Linked DNA regions of Sus scrofa: regions 1 and 3 are each linked to region 2. The links are chromatin contacts, called in public HiChIP or PLAC-seq and promoter capture Hi-C maps. All regions are on one chromosome and are shown on one strand. The core of a region is the stretch at or near the end of the contact, and the rest is flanking DNA. Distances in the headings are between cores, read along the strand shown. Region 1 overlaps SUFU (suppressor of fused homolog). Region 2 holds the start of GBF1 (Golgi-specific brefeldin A-resistance guanine nucleotide exchange factor 1). Region 3 holds the start of TRIM8 (probable E3 ubiquitin-protein ligase TRIM8).

Region 1 (4,097 bases), core at 206-2,705, 350 kb before region 2:
GGTGGAGATTCTGTTCCATTTCTTGGACTGAAATGGGGGCCTGGAGGACAGGGACATCTGCAAACCCCACCAGAGGCCCTGCCTTGGCACAGTCCTGGGCTCTGCTGAGTCCAAACTCTCTCCAAGTGGCCTCAAGAAAGAGTTGAACAAAAACACCCTGGGATTTCTGGTCAAACAGCTGTGATGCTGGGCTTCGGATTAAAGTTCATCTGGGAGGCTCCCCCAACCTTGTTCATAAACAGTCATGTGGGCCAAACAAAGCTCCTGAGTCAGTATCTCAGTGAGAGTCTGCACCTCCCTGTCTGGAGACCTTCCCCATGGCTCCACAGGCTCCAAACTGGCCTGAGCTCAGCTGGGGAGCCTGACGAGGGAAGCACAAGCTTACACAGGGTCCTTCTTTCTCGAGACCAGTCAGCAGGTGGCCCTGGCCCGATGCCTCCGTCTCATCAATCACACTCTCCTCCTCTCCAGTGCCATCAGCCTGGGGAAAGCGGGGACGTGAGCAAGGGCAGGGGAGGCTGATGACAGGGAGTGGCTCTCTGCGCTCTAGGCAGGGGCGTGTGGGCCTGCTTTGCCCAGGGTGATTTCCCCTCTCCACTGACCACCCCGACACCCCTCACCTAAGCAAGGAGCAGAGGACGCTCATGGCACAACAGAGCTCAGCCCACTTATTCTAGAAATAGAGGAGGAGGGGTGCAGACACAGAGGAGTTCAGGGGCTTGTTTACACACAGGGCTGGCTAGTGGGAGAGCCTGGAGCAAAGGACCAGGAGCAGCCCTAAAATGAACCGCCTGCAAGCAGGCCCCAGAGACAAAGCAAGCACAAAGGAGTTCCCACTGGGGACACGGAGCCACCAGGGAAGGAAGCTGGACTGTCTCGCCAAGGTGCCCCTGTTTGCTTTTGAAGACCACTAGGTGTCCTGGGTCCTGCTGGCCTGTCTTGAGGGCACCTGAAGACTAGAGAAGAGAGCTGCTCTCAGCTTGCAAGAAAGAACGGGCTGATCACCCTACTAGCTCAGAGGGTCAGGCTCTCCCTTAACACCTGGCACTCAGGACAGGGGCCAAACAACAGCCCACAGTGCCCCGTGCTGGATCCCAGGGTAGCTGAAGAACAGGGGTTGAGGGAAACAGCCTTCGTGGCTTCTGGTTCTTGCATAAGCAGAAATGACAAGGAAACCAAGTTTACAGGAGGGATAACAGAGGATCCTGGCAGAAATGGTAATGTCTCAGTGTTCGTGGCACTGGGAAAATAGAGAGCATCATCTGTGAATGAGCAGAGCTTCGCCCAAGAGCTCACAGGAGTAACGAGCCCGGGCACTGCTGGCTACATGTCCACTTGCTACCTCTCCCCGATACCTCCTGCCCTTCCTAAAGGACACATAACTCCTGGCAGCTGCCTGTGGCCTACCAGGTTTTTACAGAGGCATAAAAGGTTCAGAGAGGGCAATGACCTGCGATGGGCGGGGCAGAGGAGGAGGAGGCAGGCACAGGCCAGAGTCATTAAGAGCTGCCTGTGGTTCCTGCTTCATGAGCAGCCCATAAGAAAGGAAGTTATGCACCACGTGGCTTTCAAAATTCACCTGCATGCAAAAAGAGGGCTTTTTCTAAAAAACCCAAAGATGATCCTGACACTGTACAGGTGGGCTACGGCGAGTGGACAACGGCAGGCCTGTGTGTATAAAGACTTCCTTTTACACATTAAGGAACGCTAGCTTCCCAGGGGAGGAGCTCTGTGTCTGACCACTCGAGATGAAAAATGTATCTAGGAGTTCCCGTCATGGCTCAGTGGTAATGGGAACGAACCTGACTAGCATATGAAGATGCTGGTTCAAGCCCTGACCCCATTAGTGGGTTAAGGATCCAGCGTTGCCGTGAGCTGTGGTATAGGTCGCAGATGAGGCTCGGATCATGCTTAGTTGTTCCTGTGGCGTAGGGCGGCAGCTATAGCTCTGATTTGACCGCTAGCCTAAGAACCTCCATGTGATGCAGGTGGGCCCTAAAAAGCAAAAAAAAAAAGAAAGAAAGAACAAAAGAAAAATGTATCTAAAAGGGGGTTGGGATCATTAGACCAATCAGTGCTCCCCGCTGCAGGCGGGCTGTGGGGTCAACATCACCGGCTCTACTGTTACAAGGAAGGGGTGGTGGGGGGTGACTCCCTGAAAGAAAATGTGTGTTCTTCTAAGAAGGGGACTGTTGGCGAATGGGTACTAAGCAAGCATTATCCATTATACTGATTTTTTTTTTTTCTGTTGCTGGTAATTTTTTTCTTTTTCTGTCTTTTTGTCTTTTAGGGGCCACACTCATGGCATATGGAGTTTCCAAGGCTAGGGGTCAAATCAGAACTGCAGCCTCTGGCCTACACCACAGCCACAGCAACCTTGGATCCTTAACCCACTGAAGGAGGCCAGGGATCAAACTCGTTTCCTCACGGATGCTAGTCGGGTTCGATAACTGCTGAGCCACAATGGGAACTCCGATCTAATTTTTTTAAAGTCACAATTATTAATGTATACTTTGCATACAATAAAATCAATCCCTTTTAAATGCAAAAATGCATGTGTCTGAGACAAGTCTCCCTGCTCCTTTATGTACTCTGCAGAATTCAGGAGAGAAGTTCCCAATCATGCCACATTTCTACTCACTCACAAATAAAGCTCCTCCGTTTTCCCAGGATGAAAGCCAGGGCTATTTGGAAGAGGCCTAGGCACAGTGTGTGCTAGAAAGGTTTTCCTCACTCAAGACATACTTGCAGGTGTGGATCGATCTCAAATATGGTCTCTCCCCTCCGCATGTCAGTTATCAGCCAGGGGCCGCCAGCGCTGTGGACAAGGAAAGGGGATAGGATGGTAACGGGGGCTGATGGGCTGGCTCTACAGCCTTCCCTGTTTGCTGCCCCCGGCCCCGAACGCGGGGGACAGTCAGGGAGAGTGATGGGGAAGCCCTGCCCAGTGTGAAAACCCAGAGCCCGCGCAGCAATGTAAGGGGGCACCCACACGTTGCTGGGGGAAGGAGGGGCTCCCAACCCCAGGCCCAGGAGCCAGGCCCCACCTCACGGCGCAGGGGTGCACTCACACGGGGACCGTCCTCAGCAGCTCCAGGATGCCCTGCCCGTTCCACTGCTGGGCTGCGTGGAGCTCCTCGGTGCAGACGCCAACGATCTGAGACCCAGGGACAAAGACGCTATTGTGTGTCAATGGTCATTCCTCCTGCCCGTCTCAGTCCGCCACCCAGGCTCTCTCAGTGTCACCCCAGGTTGGGTGTGCTCAGGGGCTGATGTGTCCAAAATGGGATGGTTCCTTTAGGAGGGAACAGCTGGCCTGCCTAGGATGGATGGGGCTGCAGCTGAGGCACCGAGGTCTGACCCTTGCCCTGCTGTGATGGCTCAGGTGTCTGGGTGACATAAAGCCTCGCCCTAGACTGCAGAAGGGAAATCAGGGCCCTGCCAACAGAAGATGGGTCCCCAGCCTGTGCCTCTGGCAGCAGGGGAGGTCCAAGGAGAGGCTCCTGGTCAGGCTAGGATCATGAGGATGGGAAGCAGGGGAGATTCTGAGATGCTTCAAGCTCGGAACGAAGGGCCCAGGCAGCTTGCAGAGAAGCTCCCTTCCTTATCAGGGGCTGAGCTTCTGAGTCAATCTCAAAGGAAACAACGGAACCATCACTCAGGTCCCACCGTGATTACGGGCCAGCCCGGCTGCAGCTGGGGGAGACACGTGTCCCTTCTGGGTAAGAGCAGGTCCAGCCCAAAGCTGCCTTCCTGCCGCAAGGCCCTGGGTCTGTAGCTAGATCTCAGGAGTTCACAGAAACATGCTCCCTGTTCCCCCTCTCAGCTACAGCCACCCTCTCCCACCCAAATGTCCCCTCCCCCTGCCTCCTTACCCCATCTCAGCAGGTTAAATCAGACCGTCTGAGACAAACCATCAGAGGGACTAGAAAACGGGAGAAGACCAGAGGAAATCCCTCACCCCCCACGCACACCTTCCTGTCCCACCAGGACTTTTCCCGCAGGGAAGGCTCCAGCCCAGGTCCGACGTGTGCCTCACCTGGAGGAAGGTCACCACCCCAAAAGGGGTCTGCACGGGCTGCATCTGCGGGTCCTCT
Region 2 (3,888 bases), core at 1,073-3,572:
AAATAAAAAGAAGCTCAAGGAGTTCTTGCTGTGGCAAAACAGGATGGTTGGTGTCTCTGCAGGGCCAGGATTCAGGTTCGATCCTGGCCTGGTACAGTAGGTTAAAGGGATCCGGAGTTGCTGCAGTTTCAGTGTAGGTTACAACCGCAGCTCAGATCTGATCTCTGGCCCACATGCCATGAGCCAGCCAAAAAAGAAGAAAAGAGAAAAGAAAAAAGCAGCTCAAGTACAAGTCTTGAAGGAAGAACAAATTTTCTGATTTGGGATGGGGGCGGGGAAAGAACTATCCCTATCTAGAAAACAACTTTTTAGAAAAGGGAAACTCTTAGATGCCTGAGTTACTTTCAGCCCAGCTGAAAAGATGCTAAATTGACCACACTATCTACTCAAAGATTAGGTTACCTATTATGCAAATCATTATCAAACCAAAAGGGCTCAACAGGGTGTATCAACTCAGAAAGAAAGACAGACCCATCAAACCTGGATACTTTCTGAGATGACTATGTTATTTCACTAGCCACTTTCAATTACTTTTTTGTAAATTCTGCAACTTTGATCAGCAAGTTAAAATGCAAATAGTTTCTTGTACCATTTCCATCCAACTTATTCTAAATCAATAAATACAAACGATGCTATCCTCCTCTACCAACACACACACACACACAATTTCCGGAGAGCAGAGTTTAGTCACTCCAGAACCTAGACAGCTTTCCTTTCTGACACAATAAGGTTTTGACCTTCCTTGTTACTACCTCATCACGCAAAAAGTTCTGACTGCCAGGACTAGAACCAAGGCCATAAGTCAGGATCATATACTAAAACTAATCCTAGGTACAGGTAACACTTATTGAGTGTCTACTACATGCTGAAAAGGCATTTGGTTGATATTGCTTTATCCCTATTGCTCTAGCTAAGCCAGTGCACATATAAGCTACTGCTTTTAAGAAGTGCACAAACTGAGCAGAACAATCCCCAAAGAGACCTTTCTCTCAGTATCCTCCACAGGGCCCAGGAGTCCCCTGTGTGTGCAAATTTCTACATTGTGTTTTAAAAAACACTATCTACATCATTCCTCATTTCTAAAGGCATTCTTTACTCGTGAAGGACTTTTATAGCTTTATAATACAGCTGTTTATCAAAGGTCACTGCAGTGCCATAAACTACACTTTGGGGTTATGTCCCATCATTCATTCTGCTGCCCTAACCCTACCGCTTTTAAACTGACTGAACACCTCTCATGACTTTTTTATCCACTAAATAGGCCAATAGTACCAACTTCACAGGCACTCAAATTCAAGTCTTGAAGTTCCTCTCTGCTCTCATCCAGATATGTCATAATAGAGTGGCTTTCTTGAGACTGAACTTCATCTCCTTAGGCCAACTGAAGAGAAGACCTGGGGGTGGGGGTTGGAGGGAATGTCAACCAAAAACATACACTAGAAATGAACATCTGTAAAAGATTGTGTAAACGAAGAAACAAGCTCAGAAAACAAGGCCAGTGTTTACATACAAACCACATAAAAGGAAAGCCTTCTCTTAGCCCAGGTTCCAAAGAGGCTGGCCTCAATCCTGGTCTAGGTTGCATTAGTTCATCATCATTAACGATGCAGTTCAGCTGTATTAATGAGACACTCACACAGAGGTGGATGCTGTACAGAATCTGGAAAGACTCCCATATCTAAAGTCTAAAAAGCAACCCTGAAAAGAAGATACAGTACTCTCAAGGTTTCCTTTCAGGTTCTGGGGACTCGGCCCTTTAGGATGTAGAAAGCTCCGGAAGCGAGAAGCTGACGACTAGGTTAAATCTAGGAACACAGGAAGAAGGATTCCGGCATCCGAAGGAGATCGAAAGCCAGAGTCGAAGTCGTCCCTCCGGCGGCAGGGGCCTGACCTTTGCCCCCCTGCACCTCTCCCAGTTCCCTCCCATAACATTCTCTCCCTCTTCTCGATTCTGCCCCGGCTCATTCAATTTAAGGGCCCTCCTCCCCTATTCCCTCTCGCGATGTCAGAGCGGCCTTCACGACTCTGGAACTCTTAAGAGACTTCGCTGACCTGTCAGCGGATCCAAAATGGCGGGGCCTAGTCCCAGGACCGGCAGCCGCTGCTCATGTCCAGCCCAGGCCCCGAAGGCGTCTCCCAGCTGCTCTACCGGCTCTGGTGGCAGATGCGAGCAGGGAAGGTGCTCGTTTCCTGGGAGTTGACGCTGAAATCAAGAGCCGCACAGTTGGTCGGGAAGAGTCGACCGGAACGGGCGGTGGAGCCGGCTGCCTTCCCTGTCAGCTCACTGACGTGGTAACTAGCCTCAGTCTAGCCCGCTGCCTGGTAACTGCGCGAGCCTGCCGCGCACAGCCAATCATAGCTTTGCACTGTGAAAAGTGGCATTCCAGCTATCCAATTGAAGAAAGGAAATTGGCTTTTGGAGGCGGGTAGTGCCCGAAGAGGCTAGATTACAAGGGAAAGAAAAGGGTAGGCAGGGGACAACCAACGGATATGAGGACTCTCTGAGTGACAGTTATGAAAGCCAATAAAAAAGGAGAATTTGTGCTGGGCAGTTGGAGAGGCGGAGTTGGGTAGAGTTTGGTTGCAGTGCGTGGCTTGACAGTGGCTGCTGGGCATTATGGGGAAGAAAGCTATGATTTGCTGGAAAGGGGGCGGGGTCCGTTTTGAGAGCCTGAGTGGACGGCCTTACTCCCCCCCATCCCGATGCCCGCTGCCACTCCTTATTAAAGTCACCTGGGCCAATACCGTGACCCTTGAGGGATCATTTCCTTTCGAGGCATCGCTGGGCTCCCTCCAGGATGGAGGAGCAATCTATTCCAAACTCCCTTCCCCCACCGTCCCGTCCGCTTGCCCTGTTTGGCTTCTCATAGATGAGTCCGTCCCATCTCAACTTTGTTTCTATGACTTGCGCCGATGGAGACAATGGGAGGTGACAGAAACCTTGGGTATCTAATTCAGGTCCTTTCATTTTGCAGAGCAGGAAACTGATTCCCAGAATGGAAAGAGAGCCCCCACGTTTTTTTATAGCTAGTTAATTACAGAGCAGAGAGACAAACCCAGGTGTCCTCACTCCACTCCAGCTCTCTTTTTCACTGCCCTTCGATATTTCTTATGCTTTAGTCTATCAGACTGTGACTCCCAGCTCTGACCCTCATCCTAAGCCTCAGACACCCTTTACCTACCTGGAAAAAAAGCTAACCACACGGGTTAGTCCTCATCACCAGGGACAGGAAACTGAAACCTTTACTGTTTGCCTTAGAAATGCTAAGAGGCCTGAGGGCAAGATGCTAGCCCACAGTATTCACTCTCCTGCCCCCAGCTGCTTCTCCCCTGGCAAGAGAAGATACAGGGTACCAAGTTATTTAGAATTACCTAGAAGTAAGAGTGTGTAGAAAGAGGACAGAAAGATGACTTTCTCCTTGCAGATTGAATGGTGGAATTCCTAGCCTGTCTGCTGGAATAAAGCCCAGGTGTTCCTGCAGATCTGAAGAGACTGCTGGGACACAGTAAAAGAAGATACCAACTCTCCCCTCATTTTCTCCCATTTATGGATGACCCAAGTCCAGGGAAACTCCATTCCTAACCCCATAGGAATGTGGTCTCAAAACCAGACAGCCAAAGACCAACCTTGGGCTAGAACCCTCTAATATGAAGAAACCACCAGAACTGACATCAGAAGAATTCCTTAACAGCTTCCTGCACCTGGATTTTGGGCTCCTGATCTCTGGGTCCAGGTGAAGACCTTGCCTCTTTCACCCAAAAAGTCAGGAGTAGCGGGTACAACCACCATAGCATCTCTTTCCACACTACCTCTGAGCCATTTTCCACCTTCATTTGAAAACTGATACTTGGTCTCTTGGGCATATCTCAGAGAAGTCCTGGATAATA
Region 3 (4,323 bases), core at 915-3,414, 390 kb before region 2:
TTGGCTGGCCAGGCCTTGGCCAGATAGATACCAGGAGTTCTGCTCTCCCTCCGGAAGCTCCCCTCCACCTCCCCCCCCCCCAGTGTGTTTCCAATAGGGCTTGAAACTAACATGGCTGCTTTTGTTTACTTCCTCATTGGTATGCCAGCATCATGGATCATGTCAGCCACAGCAGCGGCACCAGGACACTCATTACATAAACAGCAGCTGGAGAAGCAGGACCTGGGTCACTGCCTTTGGTGACTTCCCGTAGGGCCTACGGAAACAACGCCGGGAGGGGGAGGGAGCTGCGGGCAAAACAGAAAAGCAGCACCCAAACTCTACCCCTGACAACCCCACACCTCAATTTTATACGTGACTCACAAGAGGGACCCTATGAGCACAGGTGCAGGAATCCATGAAGGAGGGACTGGGGACCCTTCTTGCCTCCGAACTTACAGAGTAGTAGAGTTTGGAAGGGGGCCCTCTGGCCTGATGTCACAAGAGTCAGCCTATCGGGATGGGTGGTCCCCAGGCAGTAGGGAGTGTGTGTGTGTATGTGTGCAGGGTACTTGCCCGGATCTCATTCCTTCGGATCTCCACGTCGCACACCGAATGTCCCTGATGCGCACCGCTGTAGTAGCAGCAGTACTGGCACACCGCCACCTGCTCGGCCTCGCAGTGGTAAAGGCGGTAGGCGTTGTGTTGCGGGCAGCTCCAGGCCCGCACGTCGTCCGCCTCCACCAGGAGGTGCCCGCGGGCGGTAGAGGGCTGCTGCAGGTGCGTCTGCACGTGGGACTGGCAGCAGGGCGCCTCGCAGCGCAGGCAGACCTTCTGCGCGGGCAGCGGGGGGCCGCGGCGGCAGAACACGCAGTGCAGCGCCGCGGGCGGCTTCTCCACGTGCAGGGCGTTGAACTTCTCCACGATGTTAGTGAGCTTCAGGTTCTTCTCCAGGCCGGGCTTCTGGTTGTAAGCCTGGTTGCACTCGGGGCAGCGCACCAGGCCGCTGTCCTTGGCCCACGCCTCGCCAATGCAGCCCCGACAGAAGTTGTGTTTGCACGGCAATTGCACCGGCTCCACGAAGACATGCAGGCAGATGGGGCAAATGAGCTCCTCCTCGAAGCAGTTCTTCCAATTCTCCGCCATGGCGGCTGCGGGCAGCTCTCCCCAACTACCCAACCCTGGAGGTCCTTCCAGTGCAGCTCTAGGCCCACCGAGCCCCGAGCTCCAGCCCCAGGCGGCCCCGACAGTCGCTCAGTCACCAGCGCCTTCCGCGCGCCCGCCCCCCAGAGGAAGGAGCCTCGGTCCTCAAGCCGCGCGCGCAGCCGGCTGCGTCTCCTCCTCCTCCCGAGCGCCTAGCGGGAGGCAGCGGACTGCGCCAGGGCCGCGGCCGGGGCACCAGCCCTGGAGGGGAGCGCCGGGGTCCAAATTCCATATAAGAGGCCGCCTCCGGGTCGGTACGGCTAGGGCAGCGGCGGCCCGCGGCCTGCGCTCGGCCCCACGGCTGACATTGGGGCGCGCCCCAAGGCGGACAGAGCCCGGGAGCCGCACACTTTCTCCAGCGACGGGGGCGGCGGCGGCAATGGTGGCTCCCTCCTGGCTCGCCGGCGCCGCGCCTCCCTCGCCTCGACCGGGGTCCGAGAGGCCGGGGAAGCGAGTGCGGCCGCGCGGAGAACTGCTAGATCCGGACTGGGCGGGCAAAGCGAGCGGGTCCCCGGGTCGCAGCGCGGGCGCCCCTGGGCCGGCCGTCCGTCTGCGGGTGCAGGCTGCGGGGCGCAGGCGGGCCGACTCCGGGGCGCTGCGTGCGCGCAGGGGCAGTCATTCAGATGAAATTCCAGTCCCCGGCCAGAGACACCAGCCCGCCTCTGCCTTCCTCCTCCCTTCACAAATAGAAACGGAAGGGGGAGGGAGAGAAGTGGAAAAAAAAAAAAAAAAAAAAAAAAAGCCAACCAGAAAGGGAGGGAGGAGAAGCCCCGGCTGTGCTCCGGACTGACCCCCTCGTCGCTACTTCTGCGCTCCCCCGAGGCCCGGCGCCGGGCGCCCCCGCCGCGGAGAGACCCCGCTCTCGGTCTCCGCGCTGGGCGGGCGCCCCGGCTCTGCCGAGGAAAACAAGGATTGATCAAACTAGAAAGGAATTTTTCTCAACTGCTAATGAACAGGAGGCTCAGCTCCCGGCCCTCCCCTCCCCCCCGCCCGGCCCTCCCCCTTCGCCACCTCGGCCCCCCTCCCCCCACTTTCTTTTCTTCTCGGCCTCTGCTCCGGCCTGGAAGGCTCCGGGCTGCGGTCGGAGCCAGCCTGCTGCGGCGGGGCCGGGCCGAGCCAGCCGGGCCGGGCTACCTCCCTCAGCGCCCAGCCATCTTGGGCTCCCGGCGGCCGCCGCGGTGGCGGCCAGAGGTCCGAGCGCGCTTGCTGGAGGGTCCTGCAGCGTTCTTTCTATCTCTCGCTCTCTTTTTTTCGGTGGGATTTTTTTTTTTTTTTTTAAGCGGAGGGGCTGGCAGCTCCCTCAAATTAGGAGAGAGGGGAGAAAATGCCAAGTCCCGATTTCTCTCCACCTCTGCTCCACCCACCCCGGTTCTTTCCAAAAAATATAAAAAGATTAGAATTGGAAGAAGTCGGCAGAAAGGCAAGCGCCCGCGGCCCCCAGCTGCTGCCCAGGCGACGCGTCCGGGGCGGGCCCGCGCCGGTCGCTCCGTCGGTGGGTCGTTTGTCCTCCCGCTGCTTCTCAGCTGGGGGCAGGGCACTCCGGGCAGGGTCTCCGCAGCGGCTGTCGACTCAGAGCTTTATCCTCAGATCAAAAAAAAAAAAAAAAAAAAAAAAAAAGGGAAAAAAAACCCCAACATTCTCATCACAGCCACCTTCAGCCATCTTGCGCGTATTATTATTATTTCAGGACTAATCTGTTTAATAAAAATAGCTGCGTCTCTAGCCCCTTCCCCCGCATCCTGGGCTCCCTGCCCCCTTTTAATAATAATCTCGATAATAAAAATGATCTGCGGGCCAGGCAGTCCACAGCTGCCTTTTCCTGCCTCGGCTCGCTCGGGCTTGGGCTCTCCTTCTCCCAGGAAGGGGACGGGGGGGGTGGGGTTCGCCGCTGGGGCTGGGGAGGGGGGAGCTGTGCGTCCCTGCTGCCCGCCAGTCGGCCCTCTCCGCCTTAGACGCGAGGGAAGGGCGCCCTCGCCGCTATCTCGCTGTTGCGAGGAGGGCAAGCGGGGGAGGGGCCCCGACTCGCTGGACTGGCTGGAGGGGTGCACAGAGGTCCCCGATCTTCCCTCCACGGCCCAGCCTCGGAGCATGAGCCCGGAGATGGGGAGGATACAATGGGCTCGCAGCAAAGTGCTGCTGGCAGGGTGGGGACGCGAGCGGGCAGGGGGTTACGGTGAGCCGGACTCCCGAGCTAGGGCGGAAAGAGGAGGGTGGTGTCCCTACATCAAGGCCGGTCCCGCTACTCTGCAAGGGGGGGACGGGGTGGGGGAGGGCTGGGAGGGGAGCCGAGGAGAAAGCAGCAACGCAACGCCGGCGCCTGTAATCAGCACCCGCTGGTTCTGCCCACCCGGCAAAGGAGAAATAAGCCGACACGAGAGGCGGGAGGAGGAGGAGGCGGGGCATACTGTCCGGAAGTGCTGTTACAGCTGCTGAGACGCTCGGCTCCTCCCCTTTTCCCTGTCTGGAGTTGGGGGCTGTTCCGGAGGCTGTTCCCGCTATTGGTCCCCAAGCTGAGGCTCCGCCTCTTTAAGGCGGAGCAAACACTAGAGCCTCACGTGACTCGCACTAACTTCGGTACATTAAACATTGGGGTTGGGGGATGAGTTTCCTCGCTTCTTAAAAGGGAGATGATAATGCTACGAGGTGGGACCACTTCTTCCTGGGCCTCCTCACTCATTGCGCTTTTTACCTGAGAGGGAAAGGAGGGTTTGTCGGTCGACTCGTCTGTCTGATGGAACTGAGCCGTGAATTGCAAAGGTTCACTGTGCAGCAATTTCCCCAGTGTCCTCAATACTTTCCCCAACATTTCTGACCCTTAAAACTACCAAGCAAGTTCCTGTTGTGGCTCAGCGGGTTAAGAACACGATTGGTATCCATGAGGACGCGGGTTCAATCCCTGGTTTTGCTTAGTGAGTTAAGGATCTGGTGTTGCTGTGAGCTGGGGTGTAGGTCGCAGATGCTGCTCAGATCTGGCATTGCTGTGGCTGTGGTAGGCCGGCAGCACGGATGTGACACCTAGCCTGGGAACCTCCCTATGCCCTGGGTGTGTCCCTAAAAGGAAAAAAAAAAACAAAAAAAAAACCACTACCAAGCAAAATAAGCATTACTATCCCTCTTCAATTAATAAGGAAATGGAGGCTT

Evidence for each region. Promoter capture Hi-C pulls out the DNA fragments that hold promoters and counts their contacts. HiChIP or PLAC-seq counts read pairs in DNA pulled down with a chosen protein or histone mark.
Region 1: a contact with region 2 is called in a promoter capture Hi-C map of fetal liver, with 2.0 times the contacts expected there. The contact joins the enhancer-like site here to the promoter of GBF1 in region 2. A contact is called at or near these places in 2 of 5 promoter capture datasets (fetal liver and liver), 7 of 47 Hi-C or Micro-C datasets (blood, heart right ventricle, omental adipose tissue and 3 more) and 1 of 2 datasets of contacts at active chromatin or transcription factors (alveolar macrophages).
Region 3: an H3K27ac HiChIP or PLAC-seq map of alveolar macrophages shows a contact between it and region 2. The contact joins the promoter of TRIM8 here to the promoter of GBF1 in region 2. A contact is called at or near these places in 1 of 47 Hi-C or Micro-C datasets (liver) and 2 of 2 datasets of contacts at active chromatin or transcription factors (alveolar macrophages and skeletal muscle).

The regions. Positions count from the first base shown.
Region 1 is chr14:113,588,234-113,592,330 of Sscrofa11.1, reverse strand. It overlaps SUFU (suppressor of fused homolog), which reads right to left. Exons shown (of 14, transcript XM_021072750.1): 6 at 4,040-4,097; 7 at 3,072-3,157; 8 at 2,746-2,818. Among named protein-coding and RNA genes, the nearest start is that of TRIM8, 47 kb to the left of the region's middle. Within about 2 kb of position 1,455, at least 15 of the 83 cell types and tissues checked have an H3K27ac peak or open chromatin away from gene starts, as enhancers often do. A contact at or near this core is called in fetal liver, omental adipose tissue and retroperitoneal adipose tissue, where this site is marked.
Region 2 is chr14:113,243,920-113,247,807 of Sscrofa11.1, reverse strand. GBF1 (Golgi-specific brefeldin A-resistance guanine nucleotide exchange factor 1) reads right to left here and starts at 2,322. Exons shown (of 42, transcript XM_003483549.4): 1 at 2,053-2,322.
Region 3 is chr14:113,635,278-113,639,600 of Sscrofa11.1, reverse strand. TRIM8 (probable E3 ubiquitin-protein ligase TRIM8) reads right to left here and starts at 2,164. Exons shown (of 6, transcript XM_001928904.7): 1 at 556-2,164. The coding sequence starts at 1,125.